2 separate regions of the Triticum aestivum genome follow, and region 1 is linked to region 2. Evidence: chromatin contacts called from public Hi-C data. All regions are on one chromosome and are shown on one strand. The core of a region is the stretch at or near the end of the contact, and the rest is flanking DNA. Distances in the headings are between cores, read along the strand shown. Region 1 holds the start of LOC123111766. Region 2 holds the start of LOC123111765.

What was found. Hi-C and Micro-C count contacts between places; a contact is called where the count stands out from the background.
Region 1: a contact with region 2 is called in a Hi-C map of leaf, with 4 times the contacts expected there. The contact joins the promoter of LOC123111766 here to the promoter of LOC123111765 in region 2. A contact is called at or near these places in 2 of 5 Hi-C or Micro-C datasets (leaf and an unstated tissue).

What each region holds. Positions count from the first base shown.
Region 1 is chr5B:342,972,060-342,976,851 of IWGSC CS RefSeq v2.1, forward strand. It overlaps LOC123111766, which reads left to right and starts at 1,976. Exons shown (of 3, transcript XM_044532621.1): 1 at 1,976-2,347; 2 at 4,548-4,628. The coding sequence starts at 2,186.
Region 2 is chr5B:342,602,465-342,607,356 of IWGSC CS RefSeq v2.1, forward strand. It overlaps LOC123111765, which reads left to right and starts at 3,487. Exons shown (of 1, transcript XM_044532620.1): 1 at 3,487-4,531. The coding sequence starts at 3,734. The coding sequence ends at 4,099. LOC123111764 (histidine protein methyltransferase 1 homolog) reads left to right here. Exons shown (of 8, transcript XM_044532619.1): 3 at 1,167-1,233; 4 at 1,307-1,407; 5 at 1,823-1,867; 6 at 1,949-2,254; 7 at 2,349-2,451; 8 at 2,902-3,265. The coding sequence ends at 2,984.

The DNA of each region.
Region 1 (4,792 bases), core at 726-3,225, 370 kb after region 2:
GAAGTTTCAGGACTTTTGGAGTTGTGCAGAATAGGTCTCTAATATTTGCTCCTTTTCCAGTCCAGAATTCCAGCTGCCGGCACTCTCCCTCTTCATTTAAACCTTATAAAATAAGAGAGAAAAGGCATAAGTATTGTGATATAACATGTAATAACAGCCCATAATGCAATAAATATTGATATAAAAGCATGATGCAAAATGGACGTATCAAGGGGTTGTTTCCCACGCCCCTCCACCTATATATAGAGGGGAGGGGGCGCCCCAAGAGGATACACCAAGCCCTTGACGCCCCTCTCTCTCCCGTTACTCCGTAGTTCCACCGCCTCGTCCCGGCGACGCTTAGCGAAGCGCTGTTGGTGCTTCACCACCACCATCACCCCCACGCCATCGTGTTGGTTGTGACCCATCTATTTCTTCTCTCCCGCTTGCTAGATCAAGAAGGATGAGACTTCATTGAGCCGCACGTGTGCTAAACTCGGAGGTGCCGTCCGTTCGGCACTAGATCGGTTGGATCGTGATCGGATCGCGAAGAGTATGATTACATCAACCACGTGATAAACGCTTCTGCTTAGCGATCTACAAGGGTATGTAGATGCCCTTCCCCTCTCGTAGCTATGCATCTCCATGGATAGATCTTGTGCGTATTTTGTTTTTGTTTTTCATGCAACGTTCCCCTACAGTTTCTGTGAGTAGAAATATCATATATCCTATGGAATTTATGTAATTTAATCTTACGATACACACATAATGGATATTCTTTGTTAGGATTATAATCCTCTGAAATTCGTTAGTTCCAAAGAGAGCCCAAACATGGATGTTTTAATCATAAGAATTTGTATAATTACTTTTTTTGCTTAGTGTGTAGAACAAGCACTAATTTGGTTTCGTCGCTTGTGGCGGTCCAGTTCATCGGCTCAAAAAGCATCCTCGTATGCGAAAGTGCTCCTCCAAATCTAGGTATGATGGCAGTTCCCTCTTTGTTTAGCGTTGCCTCAGCGGCAGTGGAGGACGATGGTGGGCAACGTTTCAGCATGGCTCAAGATTCTGCGAGAGTGAAATTCTAATTTTACTTCTTGCGGAGTCTTTGATGCAATATTGCAAGATATCTATGTATGCATTTTATGGTGACCATATGTGAACTCTATGTAATCTGTTGGTCTAATGAAATATATGCATGTTTATTTCAAAAAGAAAATAAATAATATGTGCCCTTCAAGCACACTCTTGCTTAAAGTTTATTTTTCCTTTTCCTGTTCAACATTTTCTTTGAAGAAACATCGAGTACATCATAGACACATCACTATCACCATCACCACACGTCACTCACACGAACATGTACCGAAGACTGCAGTCATGGAGTTTCTAAAATTGACGTAGCCATAAAAAACACGAGCAAAATCGATGACACCATTAATTTTTTTCGTCCAATGATGCATAATACTATTTTTACACGTAGAATAGAAACTGAGGCTCCCTCTCATCTATATTATTTGTTGCTGGTTTAACATATACTATTCCCTCCGTTTTTTAATATAAGTTGTCGTCTTTTATTGGAATCTATAAAAAAACTTATGTTTAGAAACGGTGGGAGTAATAGATAAGAGAACATGGAGTACCAATGGATATCTTTTTTTTTTTTTGAGGGTGTACCAATGGATATCGATGTATAAACAACTGACAAGAAAAAGGAGTCGGCACGAAAGCTCCTAGCCTTAAAAAAACACACCGCCGAGTAGGACATGCCCCACACAGACGCCTCCTAGTGGCCCCACCCTTCAGTCCCCTCTCCCATCGGCCCAGTCACATCAGCCTCACGTGCGCCAAACCCCCAACCCCACTCCACGTGCCCCTTCTCCCTTCCCTCGCCGCCAGGTGGGTCCCGGGCCCGCATGCCATCGACACAGCAGCAGCGACGCGCCCACCGCAGCGATAAAGCAAGAGAGGCACGGGATAAATATAAATAAAATAAAGCGGGTGGGAGGAAACCTACAGACGTAAAGCCGCCGCTTCGTGTCGACGCGACGCCCTCCAGACCTCCATCCTCCTCCTCGTCTCCGCGCCTGGACCTCGCGCGCATCTCGCCCGCCCCCCTCTCACTCGCCCAGGTCTAGGGTTCCGGCGCCCGATTCGGGCCGAATTGGACGGCGCCGCGGCGGATCGGGGGTCGGAGGAGCGCGGGCGAGAGATGACGGGGAAGAAGCGGAAGGCGGAGGCGGCGCGGCTGGACGAGACGGACCGGGCCATGTACGGCGCGTTCCGGGGCGCCGCCAACTCCCTCTCGCAGCTCTACACGCTCGCCATGGGCGGCCAGAAGCTCTCCTTCCAGGCCGGCGAGCGCCACGCCATGGTACGTGCGTGCGGTTCTTTCTTTCATGGCGTGGTTGTTGATTAAACTGATTGACTGATGGGTTGATTGATTTGTGCGCTGCTTCTGTTTCTCACTTGTGTTGTGTCAGTGGTGTGGGAGACCGGATTCTGTTTCGTTGAATTCGCCTCTTTTTGTGGTGATGAAAATAATTTGGATTAGGGGCAGTTAAGACTCAGACAATGAGGAATTTTAGTGCTAGAACCTTATCCTTTGTGGTTGTGGTTAGTGTAGATTGTTCTTGTAATTAGATCGTTCAGGGGCAAGCGAGATGGCCCTTTCGCTGGATGTGTGATGAAGTTTGTTTCAGTTTTGGGCATGTTTCCTCCGTTTACCTGCAAATTCTGCTTCAACTTTGCAGTTACGTGTGGCAATTCTGAGTATTTTTCTGGGGGGTGGGGGATGATGACTTTTGCCGAAGCTCCTTGTCACAGTGTGTGCTCTGACATCACTGAATAATATATTGATGTGCAATAGCCAATAATTCATAGAGCACTCTTGTAGTGCTGCGTACAACAACTCTGATTAGAATTGGCAATCTTTGTATGGCTATGGAGGTTATGCAAAGCGGAAGACGGGAGACTTCGCTTATAGGGCAGGTTGCTTCTGGGCTAGTACTAAGGAGTCATCCTTTTCAGCTTTACTTCAACTGGTGCACTGCTATGTGGAAAGTCTCACCGTTAGGTGTGTAATGTTTCTTCTAAACACGGAAGGCATCCTTGGCATTGGGATTCAGTATCTTATGTTATGGTTCTGGTCAGAACCTTACATGTTGTTCATCATCGCTATGTTGTATGCTTAGCTTCTTTCTAGTCTTAGTTTCCATACTACTACAATGTTAGGCTGTGGAATTCAATTGCGTTAAAATCTTTTCCTGAGAATTATCTGCTCAACTCATTGACCGAAACACTAGAAGATGCACCAAAATAAACATTTGTTTTACAAACTGGATTAGTGTTAAGTCCAGATGTGTTTTTGGTCACTTTTGTTTTTGTTTTGGTGTAGAAGCACTGCCTTGTATTCATATGACTTATAATTTGTAGTGGGTTTACATTGCAGAGTGGTTGAACAGCTACTCCCTCTGTAAAGAAATATAAGAGCATTTAGATCACTATTGAGTGATCTAAATGCTCTTATATTTCTTTACGGAGGGAGTAGTTCGTTATGTTTGCAAGTAAGATTTATTTATTTGTCATGATCATCGTCTTGTTGTTCTGATGACTATTGCTGTTGAATGCCAGCTAAATAGTTTAATCTATACAGATAATGTGGGATTTGACCAGAGTTTTCTTACCAACGCTTAAAACTAAGCATAGCGTTGAAGTATGGTATTGCAACTTTTCCCTATAATGTACTACTGTCAGGATTGGATACATCCTGAGTTTCTTAATTTATGTTTCAGGACTGCAAACAATTTTCTTTTTTCTTTGGCATGTTACCTTTGAGTTATGAATAATTCCTACCAACTCTATGACTATGCATGCCATATATGTTTTAAACACACAGTACCTTCACAATGTTGGCCGCAAAAGTGTCAATAAATGGAACAGAAGAAAATTTGTGTCATATTTTCAGGCTTTTGTATGTAATGAATAGCCGTGTTGGGTCATTGGCCTCAACCCCTGGCCATGGTTGGCGGCAGCCATGTCTTGAGGTGATGAGGAATCAGTGAAGTTTGTAGGAGAATACAGGGGATTAATTCATCACATGATTGCTCTCTTATAAAGGAGAGATATATTAACGATCAAAATAAGAATCTGATACAAGTCAATCTAAATCTTATTTAGGATTCAAATTACTAACATATTCTTAATGATATCTTTTATCCTATTCGCTTTATTCTCTTATCCTAACTGCTTGGGCGCCTAACTTTCTTGTGCTAGTTGTGCATTGCATGTTCGCTATATTAAGGTCCCACATGACATAGTGATTCTAGATATTAAGGTCCCACATGACATAGTGATTCTAGACAATGGTATACGTCCCAAGTGTTGAACCAATTAATCCTGTCAACGCGTGGAATCCATCAAGAATTGTACCTGCTAGCAAGCAGCAGTTGTATTTTCTTTTATAGAATAGCACCTTCCACCTTTCAAAGTTCTTTCTTTGGCTGGCAGAAATCTGTCTTTCTTCTCTTCCCTTTTTTCACAAACGTTTTTCATTGTCTGTCCCATTTGAGCAGGAAAAGCTGTATGAATGGATCTTAAGACAGCATGAAAATGGTTTGAGGCTGACAGTTGCTGATATAGCCTCGCACGTCCAGGTTAGCAGTATTTTTTTTTCCTGTCTTGTATGTTGAAAGGGAACTGTTCATAATTAAAACATGGACTTCAAGAACTGGTGAATTTTAATTTCACAGACCATGATAGTCTGAAACTCTGAATAGTATGGCAAGTTTTGCCATCTTGTTTCTTAGACAACAATGAT
Region 2 (4,892 bases), core at 2,237-4,736:
CTCGGAGCTGTACCTGAGCAGTACCTCTTCCCAACAGAAGTTCTCTTTGTATGATTAGACTGCTGCTACAGATTGAATTCACGTTGAATAGCCTTATTTTATTCTTCGCTCGTCATGATCTTTGTTGGGCATGGATCTGTAAGTATGGAGAAAAAGCAAGACACTTTTATACTATTTGGTGTTTCTATGTTATAAGGATAAGGGTTATGATTGATCAAGAAACGATGAAATTATGAATATTGTGAGTCTGTTTGTTAATGCTCACTACATACTTGATGCTTTACCAAGGGAACATCTTCTAGGAAACCTTCTTCGGTGTCTGCTGCTAAACTCATACTACCACAGTTAACAGGCAGTCTGTTGTGTTCGATCACCTGACCTGCTGGGGGATTTTCTCGAGTTTCAGCTATACTGATGGCATCTTGATCTGCCGGTAACTCACTGTATCCGACTGCACCTTCATGGATACGCTCGATGTGAGACAAGCCTGCAGCATTGCAATTTGACAGAGGCTGCACTGCATTTCCCTGTACAGCCGACACCACCCGAGTTTCAGATTCATTAGCTTCATCACCGTCGTCAAGAAAACCTGATCCAAACAATTTTCGCAGACTTCTCTTAGCCTTCTCACTACCTGCTAGGCCTTTACTAGGAATATTAACTGGCAGGTTGCTATGTTCAATGCCATCTTCTAGGAAACCTGCTTCGGTATCTGCTGCTAAACTAGTACCACCACAATTAACTGTCAGTTTGCTTTGGTTGGTCTCCTGACCACCTGGGGGCTTTACTTGAGTTTCAGCTATACAGGTGCTCAAACATAGGAGACTTCATGAAACATTGCAGAATTTTGAATACGCTAATCTTCCCACCTTTTCTCTCCCCCGACCCCAAATGAAGAAAAGGAAAACATATTGCTTCTTTAGCCATGGAATAGTTTTCTAGGCCACGCATTGACTCTTTTCTTGTGAAATTCGGGCCAAAATGACATTGCACCCATCCACATTTGGAGCAAATATGTCACGAGGTCAACTACTGCTATTCCAAACTTATATGGAATAGTTTTATATAAAAGCTTTTCCTGTTCTTTCACCATATTCCACACGTCGTTGTTAGATTCTTATGCTGACGTAAACTAACCTGTTCTCCTCCTTCATCCTATTTATTAGGGGAGAGTTAACACCTCTGATGTTTTCGGGGTAAAAAACTCTGATTTGGTTCCAGGAAAATATGAAGGTGAAGACTGAATGCATATTGTTATTTGCAGCATGTTTTGTCTTGTGAACCTAACAATTTCCATGGGTCCTAGGTGGGTTGAAGCTGTGGGAAGGATCATTGGACTTGGTGAAAACCCTAAATTCAGACATCAAAGATGATCGATTGCTTATGGAAGGCAAACACGTACTAGAGGTGGGATACTTGCTCTAAGATTATATGTATTGTCAACATATTGTGTACACTTGGAAGTTCCATTAAATATTTATTAGATCTTGTTTCTTCCGAATGTATTTGGCCTATATTTTCTTGGTGCAATTTCTCTCTTCTCTCTCCAGCTAATCATGTATTCCCTCCGTCCGGAAATACTTGTCATCAAAATGAATAAAAGGGGATGTATCTAGACGTATTTTAGTTTGAGATACATCTCTTTTTATCCATTTTGATGACAAGTATTTTTGGACGGAGGGAGTACTCTACTAGGATATCTAGCTTACAAAGTACTGTACTACTTAAAGTCTTCTACGAGTTGTTGATATAGATAATTATAAGCTGAGAAAATGGTCCATTCAGATAGTTGCTTACATTATCTATCTCTCTGATTCTTCAGTTAGGATGTGGGCATGGCCTCCCTGGCATCTATGCAGGTTTGAAGGTATATTAATCTGTTTCCCCCTTTGGCATTTTTGAAATTATTCCTCAACTATATCAATTTATTAAAACTTCAAACTTTCAGGGTGCTGGTCTAGTTCACTTCCAAGATTTCAATGCTGAGGTCCTTAGGTGCCTTACCATCCCAAATGTAAAAGCTAATCTGTTGAAGGAATCATCTCAAGGAACATTCACATCTAGGAGTGTTGGTTTTTATGCTGGTGATTGGAGTGAAATCGACAAGTTACTTCTTCGCGGAGATGCTGTCCAGGATAAAACAACCAATCTTCACACAGGAAATGAAGGCTGTAGAGGTTATGATATCATCCTGATGGCTGAGACTGTTTATGCATTGGATTCACTTCCTAGTCTCTACAGGCTCGTCAAGAAGGTCAACATGCAAGATCTTCCTTTACTATTTTTTCTTCCATTGCTCTAGTTTGCTAAATATTAATTGTTGCTCACATCTCTAAAACCTTTTGCAGTGCTTACACTACCCTAGTGGTGTAGTTTATATGGCAGGGAAAAAGCATTACTTTGGTGTAGGTGGCGGCACAAGGCAATTTCTACGCTTGGTTAGAGAAGATGGTAAGAATTTGTTAGCCATCTGATATTTATTCATGTACCCATATTTTTCTCTGTAGTGGCATGCATATTTTGCACACTGATATGATGAAAGGTTGGAGAAAAACGTCAATACTTTTTGTACAGTAGTGGTCACAGATTTTTTTTCGTGTTTTTCCTCTACCAAACTACATGTTGTTTATAATGAATTTGCATGTCAAGATCTGTGCATTATTGCTTTGAAGCCGAGTCTCAAGCACATGTGTTTTATAAGATAGGAAAGGAACTTGCATCCTGCATGTGGAGGAGAGGATTAAACTGTCCTTCGTTAAATGCATCACATGACAGAACCATACGCCAGCTGTTTACACGCAGATGCACGACTTTGGATTCATGATGTGAATTTTGTGTTAAGAGTTGCATGTGTTGTGGTGTCCATGCATTTGCTTTACTGGTTCTTTTATTGTCCTTTAGGTACCATGCAATCGGACCTGCTTGCTGAAGTTACTGATGGTTCATCCAATGTTAGGGAGGTTTGGAAATTCTCATTCAAGTAGACTAGCATGGCCTCTGTGATTGTTGTATCAGATACAAACGTGTACCGGGCTCCATATTGGTAGAGTGCGAGCCTTGGTTTAGCCGTTTCATGGTGTTTTAATGCACTGTTAGTTTCAGGTTGATTGTTCATGAGCTCTTGAGAAGTCATACAAGTACTTGAGTCCTATCTCTGAATTACGATTCTTAAAACTGGTGTACCCTTTCCTCTGAGATGTGAATTCTCCATGATGCCCGCTTGTACCATCTCACAACTTTGACAAAAGTAGCACTTTTTATGGCCCATGGTAGCAAAGATTCTTGGGAATTCCAGTGGCAGACAGAACTGATTGAGTAGCGATAGCAACTGACAAGTCATCAAAAAGAGTAACAAGAAACAAAATCTGTGCTCCCACACTTTACCTCCTTTGTCCGGATGCCATGATACACACCATGCTTTCCTGGCAACCAGGAAATACTCCAACGTACTCCCACAAGATAATTTTGGGAGAGGTGTGAGTGAGGAAGGGACGTGGATGTGAGAGGGTGGCTAGGCCCATGTGGCACAAGGAATCAAACATTAGGGCGACCTTTGTCCTCTTGTTCATGTGTCAATGTTTCTAATTATCGGCGCCGTACCACTTTGGTCGGGGTCACTCCATGTGCAAGCTACTGCTGTGTTGTCCGTCCTCAAGATGATCTGCATCTTCCTTCCTTGTAGAGTCTACTATATCTTGGCCTTGCAGGTTGCAGCCTTTCCCCTTGAGCTGCAATGATGGGGCTGCAGGACACGGGCAGCAGCCGGAGGAGCAGCTTCTTCCAGTACCAGAGGCTGGAATGCCGGGACGACGGGGCCACCCCGCGGCCCAGGCAGCGGCGGTGGCTGCCGTCTCTGAACGGCAAGGCGGCCTGCTCCTGCTTCTTCCATCTCAAGAAGCTCAGGTGGAGCAGGATCACTTCGGTCCTCCTGCCAAGGAAGGTCTCCGAGCCCTCCTCCAAGATCCGCCATGCAAGCGTGGCGCACGCCGAGGATGCCTGCCCGAGCATCGTCTTCTTGTCGCAGTGGGGGCTGCCGGTGCTCTCCGGCCCGTCGGTGGGCGGTAACAGGGGCAAGTACCCCCGTGGGAAGGGCTACTGAGAGGCAGCAGGCTTCTGCACATTTTTCAGGTGTCGTCTCTGTTCCCAACGATATAGTATATGCGTGTGTATGGTGTGGTATATATCTAGGTATATATATCTAGCTGATCCTGTAAATCGAGTTGTGTTTGTTGCTCTCTGCCGGGAAGGATCTGAGTCTGAGATCGGGTGTGCCCTGCTGATCGATCGTGCGCAGATCCTGTGCGAAAAAATGTAGGTCGATTTAAGTTGATGTCAGGCAGAAGAACTACAGGCAAGACTCACTCACAGCGGTCCGTGTGAATTGTGTTGTGAAGATTGTCCTTGTCCCATGAACCGGTTTACATTCTGCAACGGGGATTAGACAGATAGGCACCGTCTGCAACGCATGAACCTTTGTAAGTTTGTACGCCGTGGGAAACGAACTGATTTTCGTGAAATTCCTTGGCTCCAACAAAGAAGCTCGAAATGTGTGAAAAGAGTGGCACCAATGGAATGTTGTGCTTCGCAGTTTGCTTACACTGCGGCTCTACTGCTGTTGGCCTAGGAGCGAGAAACAGTGTCCTGATTTGTGCGGCCTCTTCAGCCGTCAACTAGATGGTGGGCGGTCTCCTTTCCTCCACGACACCACACCTTCCCCGTTCTTTTCTCTCGAGGCGCACACGCTCTTAGGCCTTGTACAAAGGGAGGTGCTTCGAAAAATAAACCGAGTTTTTCTGAAGCAGCGATGCCTATTTCTACAGGAGAGACGCTTAGTTAAGCATCTATCCTGTACAAATAAACACCGGTGCTTAGGAAAGCCTGGTTTATTTCTC